Linked DNA regions of Mus musculus: regions 1, 3, 4 and 5 are each linked to region 2. The links are chromatin contacts, called in public ChIA-PET, Hi-C and HiChIP or PLAC-seq maps. All regions are on one chromosome and are shown on one strand. The core of a region is the stretch at or near the end of the contact, and the rest is flanking DNA. Distances in the headings are between cores, read along the strand shown.

Region 1 (2,700 bases), core at 48-2,547, 900 kb after region 2:
ACAAAAAGAACAGAGCTGGTTGTAACAGGAAGATGTTACAACTGCCCTCTTTCAGAGTCATTTTGGAGAAGATCAGAAAGTGTGAGAATAAAGGTGGGGAGCCATAAAGATTTTGAAATCTGAGAAGTAAGCATGCTCTGAAATTATAAAGGTATTTACAAATGAAAATTAATGCCGACATAGCAGTGATGGGGCTATATTATACACAACAGAAAATGGGATCTATTTTGAAAGATTACATTTAAAAAATGGAGAATATAGCTACTAAGGAAGTATTTGAGTACTTAGATATCACCAATAATATTTTAAAGAAAAATAATTTAAAACACCTCATATATGTGTGTATCTGTGTATAGAGGTGCGGGCATGCGTGTGTGCGTAGCAAGTGCTCTTAATCTCTGATCCACCTCTAGGTTCAAGGATTTTCTTCCTTGCCTTTTTTCTTTAAGATATATTAAAGCATGCACATATATTTATATGAAAACAAATTACATGGGCGAATACTGATGGGATGTCTATACTGCTCTCAGCTTAGGAATTGGTACCCATCCTTGTTTATACAATCGAGAACTCTGCTTCCCATCATCTCAATCAGAGCCTCACCCAGACTCAGGTGTTTGACCTGGTGTTTCATAGCTTACAGTGCCTGCTTCTTCCTCCCTGAAGTCAACCCTATCCACAGAACCAAGGTCATATTGCTCCTCACATGAAGGACGTGTTCTTTAGTGTCTGAGGAGTGAATGTATATGATAACCTACAGTCCTTTTTTGAAATTCTAACCATCACTATGAAGGTTTTGGAGATAAAGCCCATAGGAAGTAAATTAATCACAAAAGTGAATTCCTCAAAATTCAATTTGTGTCTTTTAAAGTGTACAGCATAGCTTCATCACATCTCTTCATTTTTCTCTTTGTCTCTCTTTCCTCTCTCCTCTCTCCTTTAGGTACCAAATATCTGAAATAAAAAGATATCTGTCTACACAGTGGGAGAAGGAGGATCCGCAGCCGATACTAGGTCTGTCAGAACTTTGACTTTGAACTTTGAGCGTCTGGATCTATAAGAAATGAATGTTCTGTTTTTACCGACCCTAGATATCAGATCCTATTCTAGCAGAGCAAACTGGTTAAGACAAAGGGCCTCTTGATATAAACATTGCTCAACTGCAGCAGAAAATACATGTTTTTGCATGTATGGGTCCTTGTCTGTCAAATCTCAAAAGATGCTATCTTCCATCTTCATTTTAGGTCTAACAAAGCTGTGGCACCTTCTTTGCTGTCTCTTCATCTTGTACACATTGTTCTGATGATTTCCTCATTTGATTCATCCTTCAGCATGCACCTTGAAGTCACTTCCTCTGCAAATGTCTCCCCACAACAGCCCCCTGAAAAAGATGCAGAGGTCCTTTATTCAACCCCCCGTTATCAGCATGACACTGGATTCTTATTTTCCATTTACTTTTTCCCCCCAAAGTGTAAGGAAAACCCATGTTTATTCTTTATATTCCCACTACCCTCAGTGACTGGTACCCAGGAAGCATTGGCTTCCTTCAAGTCTGTTGACTTAGTGCTCACACTCTCATTTCTCATTATGAGCCTGGTGATGTCTGAGGTAGCTTAAGTGGTCATGGCTCTGCGTCTACACGTAAATACCTGTCAAAAATAGCCAATGGTGATGTCTTTAATCTGGGGAAAATTCCTCATTTAACTATTAAGTAAAATATATATTAATTTTTAAAAATTTAGCATATTATTAGAGAAGATTCTTTTGCTATCACTAACTCAATAATCTCAAAATAATAGACAGGTCTGAGGAATATTAATGCAAACAAATATTGTTGCTATATAGTATTTTGAATATTTTCTCTACTTTTCAGCTTTTTAAAATATTGTAGACTATATTCTTGTTCTATGTATGTATTTATTCAATATTATGCATATGACTTTCTTTTCTTTTTCTTATTAAGCCCTTCCAACCTTGTGTTGGCCTTGAGTACTAAAGAAAGAATGTCGAGATATTAACTTGGTTTAAATGCAAAAATCTATTCTAAATGAGAAATTCAATATTCTATAGACCCATCTTTAAAGCTGTTATACATTTGGTCACTGCAGTTTACCTCCCTGTATTTCCATCTCGTTAAGCCAAAGTGAATAGACACAATGATGCTGTTTGAAGGCCTTTTTAGCTCTAAATTCCAGAACTTCCTTACATTTATTTTATTTCATTATACAAAATAAAAATATGTATAATTTAGTAGCCTTTTATATGTATGCATTCTCAGGGTTTCACGGGAATCCTGTCATGGCAACATTAGGAAAACAGCCAACCTTCTTCATATCATCTTATGAGGTCCTAAGGAAGGAAAACGACAAGGCAGTGCATTTGGTGATGACTGGAGAGGGTATTGACAATTCTATTAGAATTTGTATTCAGCAAGATTTAACTCAACTCTCTCTTCATTTCATTCCTTTATTTATTTTTTTATTTCCTTATATAATGCAGGAAAAAATAATACAATGATTAATAAAACCCAATATTTGCCCCATCCCTGATGCAAAGCAATGGTTAAGATAAATGAGCAAGCCCAGAATAGCTCATCTGGAAAGACTAATGAGAGAAAGGGAGGATTGAAGATGGGATGGATCTAGCAAGATGCAGGGTATTGCAGAGGTTGGTGGGGAGAGGGTATGTTTAGAACCAATG
Region 2 (2,700 bases), core at 3-2,502:
CTGTGGATTTCCTCTCAGCTCTACTGAGGAGGCAGCAGATGGTGTTGGGGGGAGCATGGTGGCTGTTGGCTGGGCCAGCTTTTGAGTAGTGCTAATTCTGACTTCCGCCCTCCATCTTCCACACATTGTTTTTGATTTCTGTCTGATAATTCTCCTTTGGACACACATTTTGTCTGGGGGAAGGGGTTGGACAAGATGGGTCTCTAGAACTGGACGTCATCCTACTTTTCAATGACTCCTAATCGGGAGGATGCTTTTATACTTGGTCTTTGGGGAGCATCAGAGGCCACTTACTTTTCCCCATTTGTACTGATAAAAGCTCACTGGTGACACAATGAATTAGACAGCCATGTTTAACCTCTTTAGGGTCACTGCCAATCTGAGAAGGTCTTTAAACTGCTTTTCCTCTTGATAGAACACCATACTACATTGATTCTGACATTGATTGCACCCTGGACAAAGTCACAATGACTTCTTATAGCTCAAGGATAAAGTCTCTATTCCATTCTGCCTTCCCCAGTCTGGACTTTTCTTCTTAGCCATGTATCCCATTTTCTGCACCAACAAGACGGGTGAACTCACTGTCTCAATGCCCATAAATCCCATCCATGGTGTGCCCTGTACAGAGCTCTGAATGCTGGTCACACATGTTTATTTTCCTCTCTGAACTCACTAGTGGGAGCTGGTGGGAGCTAACCCACCCCAACCTTCTAGTGATCCCTTCCAACCTCTTTTAGCAAATCCTTGAACACCTTATCACCATCACCATGTCCTCATCTGGGCCTATCTCTCAAGCTTTGATAATTTAAGTTCTCCTCCCTCAAGGAAGACTATAAGCTCCTAGAAGGCAAAGATATCTGACCCATACCACAGTGCTCTGCAGGTCAATAAACAACTAAAGTGTATTATGAAGAACCCAACTAGTATAGAAGGAATTATAATTTTTCTTAAAGATGACCTTGAAGATCTCACACTTGAAAATTCCAATAACACCAGCAATCTGTGTACTTGAAATCGATAAACTTAGTCATGAGTAGACTTTTGTACCAGCCTGGTTTGGAACACACAGTCAGTGTTCCAAACGCACGGTGGGAGGAACCTCTCCAAGGGTCGCAGAAACGGGGCTGTGTTCCTATCGCTGCTGTAAACTAGCTCTGGTGTTGCCCATGAGTGAAGCTGTACTCTTGGAAGCTCTGATCTCTCATCTGTGTGAAGCAGAGTATACTCAGCCTAGATAACAGAAAGACAGGATGAGGCTGGGCCATAATGGTGTGTGGCTCATGCTGTTGTCTAAGTTTAAACCTTGATGCCTGTTTCCTGTTTTCTCTCCATGACACTGCCCCTCCCCCTCCTATTCCCCTCCCCCTCTCCCTTCCGTTTCCCTTTCACTTTAAGTGTCAGCAAGACTGATAGCGATCTCCCTTTCTTTTCATTTCTTCTCTTGTTCTAACCACACTTCAGTGTGTCCTCTTTAGATAAACATTTCTCCTGCCACAGGTGCAAAATGTACACACAAGCTTCAGTTTGTAGCACTTCCAGGATTTTTCACTAAAAATGGAGGTGCGGTGGGGTGGTGGGGTGGTGGGGGGACTCTTTGACCCATGAATACATTTTCTTGTAATTAAACAGTGTGTCTCCACTAAAGAGTGCCAAGCTTTTCATAAGCATGGCTCCACTCATCTCTCATCTCCTGTCAGCTATTAGGGCTTTAGGGTGTGGCTGAGAAGATGTCCATTGAGCCAACCCATGGGACGACTGGGAAATTGAGACTTGGAGCACTCAGCAATTTGTCCTAGGGGTTTGACTGTGCCTTGTAGAGTTGGGGAGTGAAACGTGGGGCATGAGTTTCTGGCCCCTTCTCTAACTGCAAGCAGGGAAACAAGTCTGTGCAGGGTCTCAGGAAGAGAACCGATCCCAGTACAGGCACGAAAGGGTGCTGCCTGAGGATTAGGGAGTGATGAGTGAGGCTGGCCTTAGGATCTGACTGGAGACAGGCGAAGGAAAGAGGATTTCTCTGATTGAAGACCTTTCTAGACAAAGAAAAGGGAAAGCTTCCATTCTTCAAGACAAAAAGAGGTTTAAAAATACATATACAGGCCACTTTTAACTGTGTGGTGGTGTCCAGTGCTAACTACCAAGCTGCATTTATATGCTTCCGATATCCCAGCATCTCTCTGAGGTCTAGTTAGAAATGGATTTATCAGGAAGCTAATAGAGCTTAAGTACCTACCTGTACCCCTTAAAACTCTGGAACGCCTTGGTAATCGGCTCACATGGTATCGCTTGCAGATTGTGAAAGTAGGGATTTCTCGTTTTTTCTTGCTTTTGTCAAGAAAGTAAAATACATTAGACTTTTGTTGTTCATTTGATACATAACTTTAAAGGTACTTAGTGTGTGGGCAATATGCATTCTTGTTTCAGATGCTAATAAATGAGCTGTATTTCATTTCAACTTGTATTTTTTTAAGAGCACTCCCCATCTTGTTCCAAACATTTAGAAATTAATCCCTAGAATCAGCATTTCCCAAAAATACCAAGTTGTTTCTCCTGGCAAGGACACATGTAGGGCCTCTGGCTGGCATCGTGAGGTACAGGTAGAGGGCCGTTGTGTGAGTGTTCTGTCTTCCTTGCTGTCTCTCTCTCTCTCTCTCTCTGTGTGTGTGTGTGTGTCTGTCTCTGTCTCTCTCTCTGTCTCTGTCT
Region 3 (2,700 bases), core at 80-2,579, 830 kb before region 2:
AATTTGATTATATATGGAGATATTTAATGACACAGTGCATGGATAAAGCGAAAATATTATTTTGGATTAATTACCTTCATGGGAAATAAATGGTATGATACATAAATGCACATACACAATATCTATATATCTATATATTTGAAGCAGTATATCTTATCAAACTTTGAAAAAAGTAGCAGGTTGCCATGATCATCATGAATATGCAAAAACACAACTTGAGAAGCTTTTGACTTTTGATAGCTTTTCTGGAAAGAAACGTGTGTGTTAGTGGTGCTGGGAAGTTTTTGACCAGTCTGACACAAGCTAGAGTCACCTGGGAAGAAAGACCCTCAATGATGGAAGTGCCTCCACCCAGTTGGACTGTTGCAAAGGCTGTAAGGCATTTTCTTTCTGATGTAGGAGGTGACACTCAGAGCAGTGTCACCCCTGGGCAGGGGTCCTGGGTTGTACAAAGTAGCAAGTTGAGTGAGACATAGGGGAAGCCAGCCAGTAAGCAACACTCCTCCATGATCTCTGCTTCAGTTCCTGATCCAGGTTTGTGTCTTGAACTCTTACCCTCAATGATGAGTTGTGACCTGAGAGTTGTAATATGAAATAAACCCTTTCTTCTTCAAGTTGTTTTTCCTAGGAACATTTTAGAATATTCTATCCTAACAATTAAAAGCAAACCAGGACAGACTTTACTCCCAGAAGTAGGGTCTTGCTGGACAAATCTAACGTGTTTGTATTGGGATGATTACAGAATGGTTCTGGCGCTTTGGGCTGGGAAAGCTGTCAGGTGCACAGAACTCAATGGCTGTTAGGAGAACAATGCGGAGGCCCGTGTCTGTCTGCCTCCAGTGGCAGGATTACAAGGATTTTGCACTGTGATGGATTTTTATTTAGGTGCTGGGGAACTGAACTCAGACCCTACATGTGTGTGGCACTTTACAGTTTACCAACTGAGCCATCCCCCAAGTCTCAAGCATTCATTTTCCACATCTAAACTTTAAGAAGGCACAGTCACACAAAGTTTATACTGAGAGCTTATTCGGTGAATATAGTATTTAAAACTGGCTATCCACTCTTTAGGCTACCTCAAACCTTGGTTTTGTTTTGTTTTTATAGTTAGGTTGCAGTCTTATGACAGAAGAAGTGGTAACCCTTTTTGATTGTTAATAGGACAGTCTCTCAAGGTGACCCGTTGAAAGTGTAATACAAATGATTGTAAAACAGATGAAAATTTATTTGTGATATCCGTCCATGAAGGCTCCATTGTCATAAATGTTCACAGACCTGGTAAACACGGTTTGCTTTGGTGTCTTGTTAAATAGCAATGTGAAAGTGAAAGCTCTTTTTTTTTTCCTATTACTTATAGCTTTGTGTCAGTGAGCTACCACTTTTGGAACTCCTGCTCCCTCCACAGGAGGAGGTTAAAGAAAATACCAAGGGAAACAGGGAAACTGGTGGTCTGCTCCTTACTTCCATGTCTGTTGCCAGTCAGCAAGTTTGGGTCTAGACTCTGCTGCTGTGATAAAAGTCCATGACCAAAGCAACTTTTAATAGAGTACTTGGGCTTATAGCACTAGAAGGCTAAGCGTCCGTCGTCATCATGGAGGGGTGGAATGGCAGCGGTCAGGTACGGTATCTGGAGCTGCAAAGCAAGACTTCACATCTCAAATTGCAAGCATGAAACAGCAAATTGGGAATCTCAAAATCTGCCTCTGGTGACATACTTTCTCCAGCAAAGCAAGACATCTAAATCTCCCAAGCACCACACCACTGCAGACCAAGTGTTCAGATGCCCAGGACTGTGGGGACATTCTCATTTAACCATCATACTCCATATCACCACCACAGAGAGAAGAATGATCCAACCATAGAGAGATGCTGGTGGCTATGACGCTCTTGGGAATGTGATCATATACAAAGCTAATTAGTTTTCTTGCCGTAGAGCTCTGGCATGCCCAGGTGCCAGAGGACATGGTGTCCATGCAACAGACCCAGAATCCTGGCAACAGGCTGAGGTGATGCAGACTTCCTGCAAATGACTCTGTTCACATTAAGAAGTTTTGTTGCCAGTGAGGAAACATAGCTTTCTTTGCCAAGGCATAGAAAGACTCATGTGAGATTTTTTAGTCAGTTCTTCTTTTAGAACGGTGGTTCCCAACCTTCCTAATGTTGCAACCCTTTAATGCAGTTCCTCAGGTGTGTGGACCCCAATCATAGCATGACTTTTGTTGCTACTTCATAACCTCATTTTGCTACTCTTGTGAATTGTAATGTAAATGCCTAATAGGATACCTGATTGCGTGACTCCTGTGAAAGGGCTGTTTAACCACAAAGGGTTATCGGGACCCACGGGTTAAGAACTGCTGTTTTAGAACTTTCAGTCGATAGTGTCACTTGCCAAAGAAAGATGATTTTCAAAAAATAGTAATTCTAGGGCATGATGAACTTTTGCTTGGGAATGTTTACTTACGTACACAACACCGATAATTTAATTATTATTCATCCCTTAGTGGCTTTGGGATGATCAGCCTTGGGGTGATTCTAAGCCCAGGAGGAGTGTGAATTTGACAAACACTTTAGAGTCAGCTGCTGCTGTGATTAATGTACCATAGGTCACATTTATTTTCTGATTAAAAGCCCCATAAGGGCTGACAAGATGGTTCTTGTCTTAAAAGCCCAGTGACCTGAATTCCACCGTCAGGACCTACA
Region 4 (2,700 bases), core at 13-2,512, 750 kb after region 2:
CCAAGTTTTAGAATAGAAAGATATTATAAACTTTAATTATTTTTATTTACTGGTTGTAAGCTATAGGGTATTTTGCCTGTTCAGCTCCCTTGAGAAACATCTGGCTCTGTCTGGAGACTGTTAAAACTGATAGAACATACTGGTGTCTGACAAGCAGAAACCAGGAATGCTGTTAAGTAAACCCTATCACAAGAAGCATCCATCCCCCCAAGCCGACTGTGATGGGGTTAAGAAACTATTTTAGACTGGAGGAAGATAGAGCCCAAGAGGCTCAGTGACTATGGCTGGAGAATCTTGTGGTCTCACATGTTATAAAGATGATGCTGTGGAGACCGATATCATTTCATGGCACCCAGTTCCATAAAATATTAATAAATGCACATCCTGCTACCATTTGTATGCTCATTACAAACTCCTCTATTGGAATGTTAGTGTATGTGATTTCTGTTTTTCCCCCACACATCACTTTTCAGCCCTTCCTTACCTGCACTCCAAAACACAAATATATACATATATATATATATATATATATATATATATATATGTACACATGCATGCATGCATACACACATATACAAATTTTATCACTGTAAACATAAAACGGAGGGTTTCCACTGCATACGCAAAGGTAAGGACTTTCTTCTGGACACCTATTTCAAACCAGATCATTTCACTACAATTGTTTAAGAGATGTCTGTACAAAGATGCTTCCCTGTGTAGGTCCTGTTGATCTACAACTGGACCTGGATTGAAGTGTTCGCATGTAAGAATTGTGTCTTCATTCCAAGAGGGTTTTAGGGCCAATTGCAGAAATTGTTTATAGAAGGAAGAATGAGACTAGCAGAGGGTGTCTTGGTGAGCAAGCCACACAAATTCACAGGAAACAGTCTTCATCAGTTCTAGTATCTGTGGTTTTCTCGAATTCTTCTCAGATCTTATTCTGGGAAAAAAAAGTTACCAAGTCAATAGTATTAATGGACTTGACTTTTCTCTTTTTTAAAAAACAAAACAAAACAACCCCAGAAAAACCTGAGAGGACCCATTGTCATCACAGGCTGGAAATGGAGAGGAGAGTAGTGCTGAGAAGGAATCTGGTGGGACAGAGGAGGGGTGACAGATGGGCAGCGAAGTGGAAGGAGATGCAGAGGTTTCTGAGACTAAAAAAGCAACTGAAAATAGTGATCTCCTTTAAATATCATTAGTGAAACCACACAGTGATGTCACTTCTGATCACGCTGTGATGTGAGTTGCTGATGTGGAGATAACCAGCTTCCTTTTGCGCATTCACAGGCTGTCTGCAGTGGAAAAGACCTTCAAGTTGACTGTGAGTGGGTGCGACTCATCAAGAAAAATAACCTCACCACCACAACAACACATGATGGGAGAGACCGAAACTTCTTTGGGAGAACATAAGGGGAAAAAAAAAAGAAAAAGTGAAGTCTAAATATTATTAAACACATGAAAGCAGAGTCATTTACTTATTAGGAAGGCGCTCATTCACACACAGGTAGACTTGTGGTCCCTTAGAAGTACGTAAACACAACCCGTCAGTCCACCACAGTCAACATCAGAATTTCTTGGGAAATGCCTCATGAAAGAGTTTTTAAAGAATAATATGACTGTGGATCTGTCAAATAATTTCCCAAAAGCCATGAAAGATGAGTTGCTCTGCTCTGTTATGCATTTCCTTCCCTTGCACGGGCACTCACAGCTTGCCAAATTTAGTCTGAGATCTGAACAGAGAGAAAACATGAACTCTTTCAACTGAAGTTCGGCTTCCTGTTTCTACATGGCCTCTCATACTCTGGGCCATTCTGCAGATCTACCCAGGTGTGTTTCCTGGACACTTGATAAAAATCATTCTCACATCAAAGTTGACCAAAAATGATTGATGATAAGTAGTTAAGGGTTTATAAATGCCAGACTATGGGAGATGATTGTAAAATAAATAGATATAAATAAATAAATAAACAAATAAATGTAAGCCCTCCAGTCTACTTCTATGTTCATTTATTCTTCTGTTTATAGCAGTCTGAGGCTACTCGAGGCTTAAAACAAAATATTGACATACAGATGTCATGTTGGGACATACATGTCCAGGTGACCTATTGTGAGTTGTGGATTACTTCATCCCCTTTCTGTATCTCAGCATCATTTTATCCGAACTGGAGTAGAAGACCTGCTCAAGACCGAAAGTGTCTTCAGACTCTCTTCAGGATTGCTGGGTTGACTGGAGCAGCATCTTATATACCTCAGCCACCCATCTCATAGGCCTCCATATGCATTTGTTAAAGACCACATACTCTGGACCAGCAAGATGGCTCAGTGGGTAACAGAACTTGCTAACAAAGCTGACAGCATGATCTTGATCCCTTCTCCCACCATGTGGTCCACTCTGGTTGTCCACAGTCCTCCATTGTGCATACTGTGGTATGCCTCCACACACAGTAAATAAATGAATAGAGTAAAATGTTTTAAAGAATTAATTTATTCTGTGTCCAACCTTGGAGTTTTTAAAACCTACAAAAATGGAACACAAAAAGCTATGTATTAACCGGTTTTGTTCCAGTCACTCTTCCCTATCTGGGGCCAAGTGTAAAATATTAAAAGGAAAAACAGACTAGTGATTACTGTACAGATTAAATAACAGAGAAGAGTGAGTACAATGGCATAGGCACACATTTGAGATGACAGAAGTTT
Region 5 (2,700 bases), core at 23-2,522, 770 kb after region 2:
TTAAAGCCTGGGGAAGGAAATATTATTGTTGAGTAGGAAAAATAAATTTAAAGTTGAAATTGTCCTTAAATGCACCATTTACTTTTTGAGAATCCATGCCACCTAGTACTTCACAGCTCAACCTCTTCTGTGAGTATGTTGGAGGTAACCTTCCTGAAGGAAGAGGCCATATGTTATGCCCATTGTGATGTTTAGGGTTTAGATTTGTTCCCATGGTCCTTCAGTTTTCTTTAGGATGCATCTCTCAGCAGGTGTGCCCACTGAGGAGTCTGAAAAACGATCTGACTTTGAACAGCTGCTTGCTTGACTAGAGCCAAGTTTTCTTGATTTATTCTGAGTCTGCTCCATTCTTGGGCTGCTAGTCTCTACTATGCCCAATCCACACACCCCTTGCCTCTCTCATATGTGATTCCTTTTTGAAATTCAAATGTAGGAGACTCACTCAGTTATATTGTTCTCATGATCTGTTTTACAATCTTGTCTCTCAGTCTTTTTGGTTAGTCCTTAAAGCCACACTTGGGCATTATCCCTCTCTACAAGCCTACTTCAGACAAAGTTAATTATTCCTCCATCTGAGGGACATTATCACCTCATTCATATTTGTTGTGCTTTTTGGAGGAGACTGCCTCATTGTTAAATATCCATTTGCCAACATACAAGATATCATGATATTCCATTGTTTCTATTACTTAGTTGAGGAGCTGCCATGGGGTAGAGATCTTGGGCAAGTGCAAAATTGAATGGCTGAGTAAACGAAAGCAAAGTTATCTGGTTCTTGAGGGATTGAACACAAAGCTTAGATCCTCTGGTTACCTTATTACCATAGACATTTAAAATATTCAATACACTTTGCTTCCAGGCCTATAAAAATTTCTGTTTGTCATCTCCCACAGAGTTGACTCTTGGGCTATGACTAATTACATGTGAATATTAGTAGATAGAAAAAAATCAAATTTTTAATTGGATGGATTCCAATCATAGCCACAAATATTTTACAACCATAGACTAAGTGTATTTATGTGAATGTGATACGTAAATTTGTATGAACCTATATATGCTATAATTTAGTATAAGTAAACCATCAAATACACTCAAGTTCTTCCTTCGAAGGAGTCACTTGAATGCAAACTCAACTCTAACCAGGAAACCAAAAGCATTTAGAGGGCAGTGCTTAGTCAGCCTGGACCAACTTGTTCTACCTGTTAGGGACAGAGTCCTGATGAAGTCCCCATGTTCAGGGAGTTGTTTCTGGAGTAGCAAGAAGCATTCTGTGTCTCCCCCTGCTGGTTGATGGAATGACTAAAGGGAGCAACCCCTTAGGACTCCTCACGGTCATGACCTTACAGCCTGTGCCATCTGGTCATTGGCTTCTGTGAACTTTTAATGAGGAAAGTTGATGTCGAGTTCACATCAGGTTATTTCCTCTCATCCCCAGCTTGCAAACTCTGCTTAATTAGCATTCTGCATTTCTTAACAATTCTAACTTCACATCCCACTGAAATAAAGCATTAGGAAACCCTCTCCTTGCATATTTTAATTCCAGGCTATCACTACATTTTGATTAGATTAAAATTGTTTTTAAAAGCCTGTGTTTGAAAATAATCTGCAGGGTTACCGCAAAGGATATTGCTTCCTCTAGTCAACCAGCCACCAAGAGACACGAAGAAAGAAAAGTATAACGCCAAGTAAGGTGATTCCACAAGATATTTGGAAGAGGAAAGAATTATCTACAATTTGTTTGTATTATCTCATTAACTGTACTTGGTAATTATATATCAAAAGAATTTGAAAAAGGTTTTTGTTGTGAGTATTTTAGTTTACAAAGAAGGCATTGCATAATAAATGGCTTACAAAGCAGAAAAGGTTCTCACCAAATGGTGACAGTTAAAATTAGAAACCAAAGTGGTACCATTATCAGCTATGAAGTGAAGACATCAGAGCAGAGAGTAGAAAGACAGAGAGACAGAGAGAGAGAGAGAGAGAGAGAGAGAGGGAGGGAGAGGGAGAGGGAGAAAGAGAGACAGAGACAGAGACAGAGACAGAGAGAGGCTGAAAGACAGGAAATGAGACAGAGATAGAGGAGGATCTCCATAAGCTAAATGTGCTCAGTCCTAAGTAATAAATGCTTCCATCAGAGGCTTTAGAGAAGAAGGTGGACAGTTTAGACTCATTCTGTGCCATTCTAATTGCTGAACTGGGAAGATAGCACATGAGACAAACACAGAGATGTAGGTGAGTTGGGAGATGACCAAGGTGAGAGAAAACTGGACTGGATTAGTAACAGTAAAAGCACTAAGATGTGATTGTAGATATTTGAAAACATGGTGTACATTTGCTTGTTGATTACATGCATGGTAGAAAGAAGGAGAAAAACCAAGTCCATGTACAGGATGTGGCACCTTAGCAAACACTTGGGTAGAGAGAGCTGGGAGGGGCAGAATTAATTTTAAATTTAAATATAGTATTTTGATTAATTCTTTCAAAGATTTATGCATGCACATAATATATTTTAATCAGCCCTACCCCTGACCACTCTCCTCCCCCTAACTTCATTCTTCTGTTTTTTGCTGTTATTATTTGTCATAAGCCTCAGAATACAGTTCATGCTGCCTGTATTTGCACAGATATGGGACCACCCACTGGAATGTGGTATTGACTGACCAGCATCTATAGCCTAGAAGAAAATTGACTCTTGACTCC

The links. A called contact is a pair of places that touch in the nucleus more often than the background predicts. ChIA-PET counts read pairs in DNA pulled down with a chosen protein or histone mark. HiChIP or PLAC-seq counts read pairs in DNA pulled down with a chosen protein or histone mark.
Region 1: a contact with region 2 is called in a Hi-C map of double positive thymocytes, with 8 times the contacts expected there. The contact joins two enhancer-like sites. A contact is called at or near these places in 1 of 484 Hi-C or Micro-C datasets (double positive thymocytes) and 1 of 115 datasets of contacts at active chromatin or transcription factors (large pre-B cells).
Region 3: an RNA polymerase II ChIA-PET map of memory CD8 T cells shows a contact between it and region 2, with 8 read pairs. The contact joins two enhancer-like sites.
Region 4: a contact with region 2 is called in an RNA polymerase II ChIA-PET map of memory CD8 T cells, with 40 read pairs. The contact joins two enhancer-like sites. A contact is called at or near these places in 1 of 15 datasets of contacts at CTCF or cohesin (pro-B cells), 4 of 484 Hi-C or Micro-C datasets (the C10 cell line, CD4 T cells, CD8 T cells and 1 more) and 7 of 115 datasets of contacts at active chromatin or transcription factors (CD4 single positive thymocytes, CD8 T cells, T-cell acute lymphoblastic leukemia and 4 more).
Region 5: an H3K27ac HiChIP or PLAC-seq map of T-cell acute lymphoblastic leukemia shows a contact between it and region 2, with 8 times the contacts expected there. The contact joins two enhancer-like sites. A contact is called at or near these places in 1 of 39 promoter capture datasets (the C10 cell line), 2 of 15 datasets of contacts at CTCF or cohesin (pro-B cells and stem cell-derived epiblast-like cells), 9 of 484 Hi-C or Micro-C datasets (B cells, the C10 cell line, CD4 T cells and 4 more) and 2 of 115 datasets of contacts at active chromatin or transcription factors (T-cell acute lymphoblastic leukemia and large pre-B cells).

The regions. Positions count from the first base shown.
Region 1 is chr17:52,310,919-52,313,618 of GRCm38.p6, forward strand. It overlaps Gm41600 (predicted gene, 41600), which reads left to right. Exons shown (of 3, transcript NR_169078.1): 2 at 944-1,014. Among named protein-coding and RNA genes, the nearest start is that of Gm41600, 7.8 kb to the left of the region's middle. Within about 2 kb of position 1,298, at least 10 of the 459 cell types and tissues checked have an H3K27ac peak or open chromatin away from gene starts, as enhancers often do. A contact at or near this core is called in double positive thymocytes, where this site is marked.
Region 2 is chr17:51,407,244-51,409,943 of GRCm38.p6, forward strand. No RefSeq gene overlaps it. Among named protein-coding and RNA genes, the nearest start is that of C330011F03Rik, 40 kb to the right of the region's middle. Within about 2 kb of position 1,253, at least 90 of the 459 cell types and tissues checked have an H3K27ac peak or open chromatin away from gene starts, as enhancers often do. A contact at or near this core is called in B cells, CD4 single positive thymocytes, CD8 T cells and 7 more, where this site is marked.
Region 3 is chr17:50,579,277-50,581,976 of GRCm38.p6, forward strand. All of the region lies in intron 1 of Plcl2 (phospholipase C-like 2), which reads left to right. Among named protein-coding and RNA genes, the nearest start is that of Plcl2, 71 kb to the left of the region's middle. Within about 2 kb of position 1,330, at least 40 of the 459 cell types and tissues checked have an H3K27ac peak or open chromatin away from gene starts, as enhancers often do. A contact at or near this core is called in memory CD8 T cells, where this site is marked.
Region 4 is chr17:52,161,504-52,164,203 of GRCm38.p6, forward strand. Gm19585 (predicted gene, 19585) reads left to right here. Exons shown (of 4, transcript NR_155494.1): 4 at 1,291-1,983. Among named protein-coding and RNA genes, the nearest start is that of Gm19585, 14 kb to the left of the region's middle. Within about 2 kb of position 1,263, at least 81 of the 459 cell types and tissues checked have an H3K27ac peak or open chromatin away from gene starts, as enhancers often do. A contact at or near this core is called in CD4 single positive thymocytes, CD8 T cells, T-cell acute lymphoblastic leukemia and 3 more, where this site is marked.
Region 5 is chr17:52,181,654-52,184,353 of GRCm38.p6, forward strand. No RefSeq gene overlaps it. Among named protein-coding and RNA genes, the nearest start is that of Gm19585, 34 kb to the left of the region's middle. Within about 2 kb of position 1,273, at least 20 of the 459 cell types and tissues checked have an H3K27ac peak or open chromatin away from gene starts, as enhancers often do. A contact at or near this core is called in B cells, T-cell acute lymphoblastic leukemia, Th1 cells and 1 more, where this site is marked.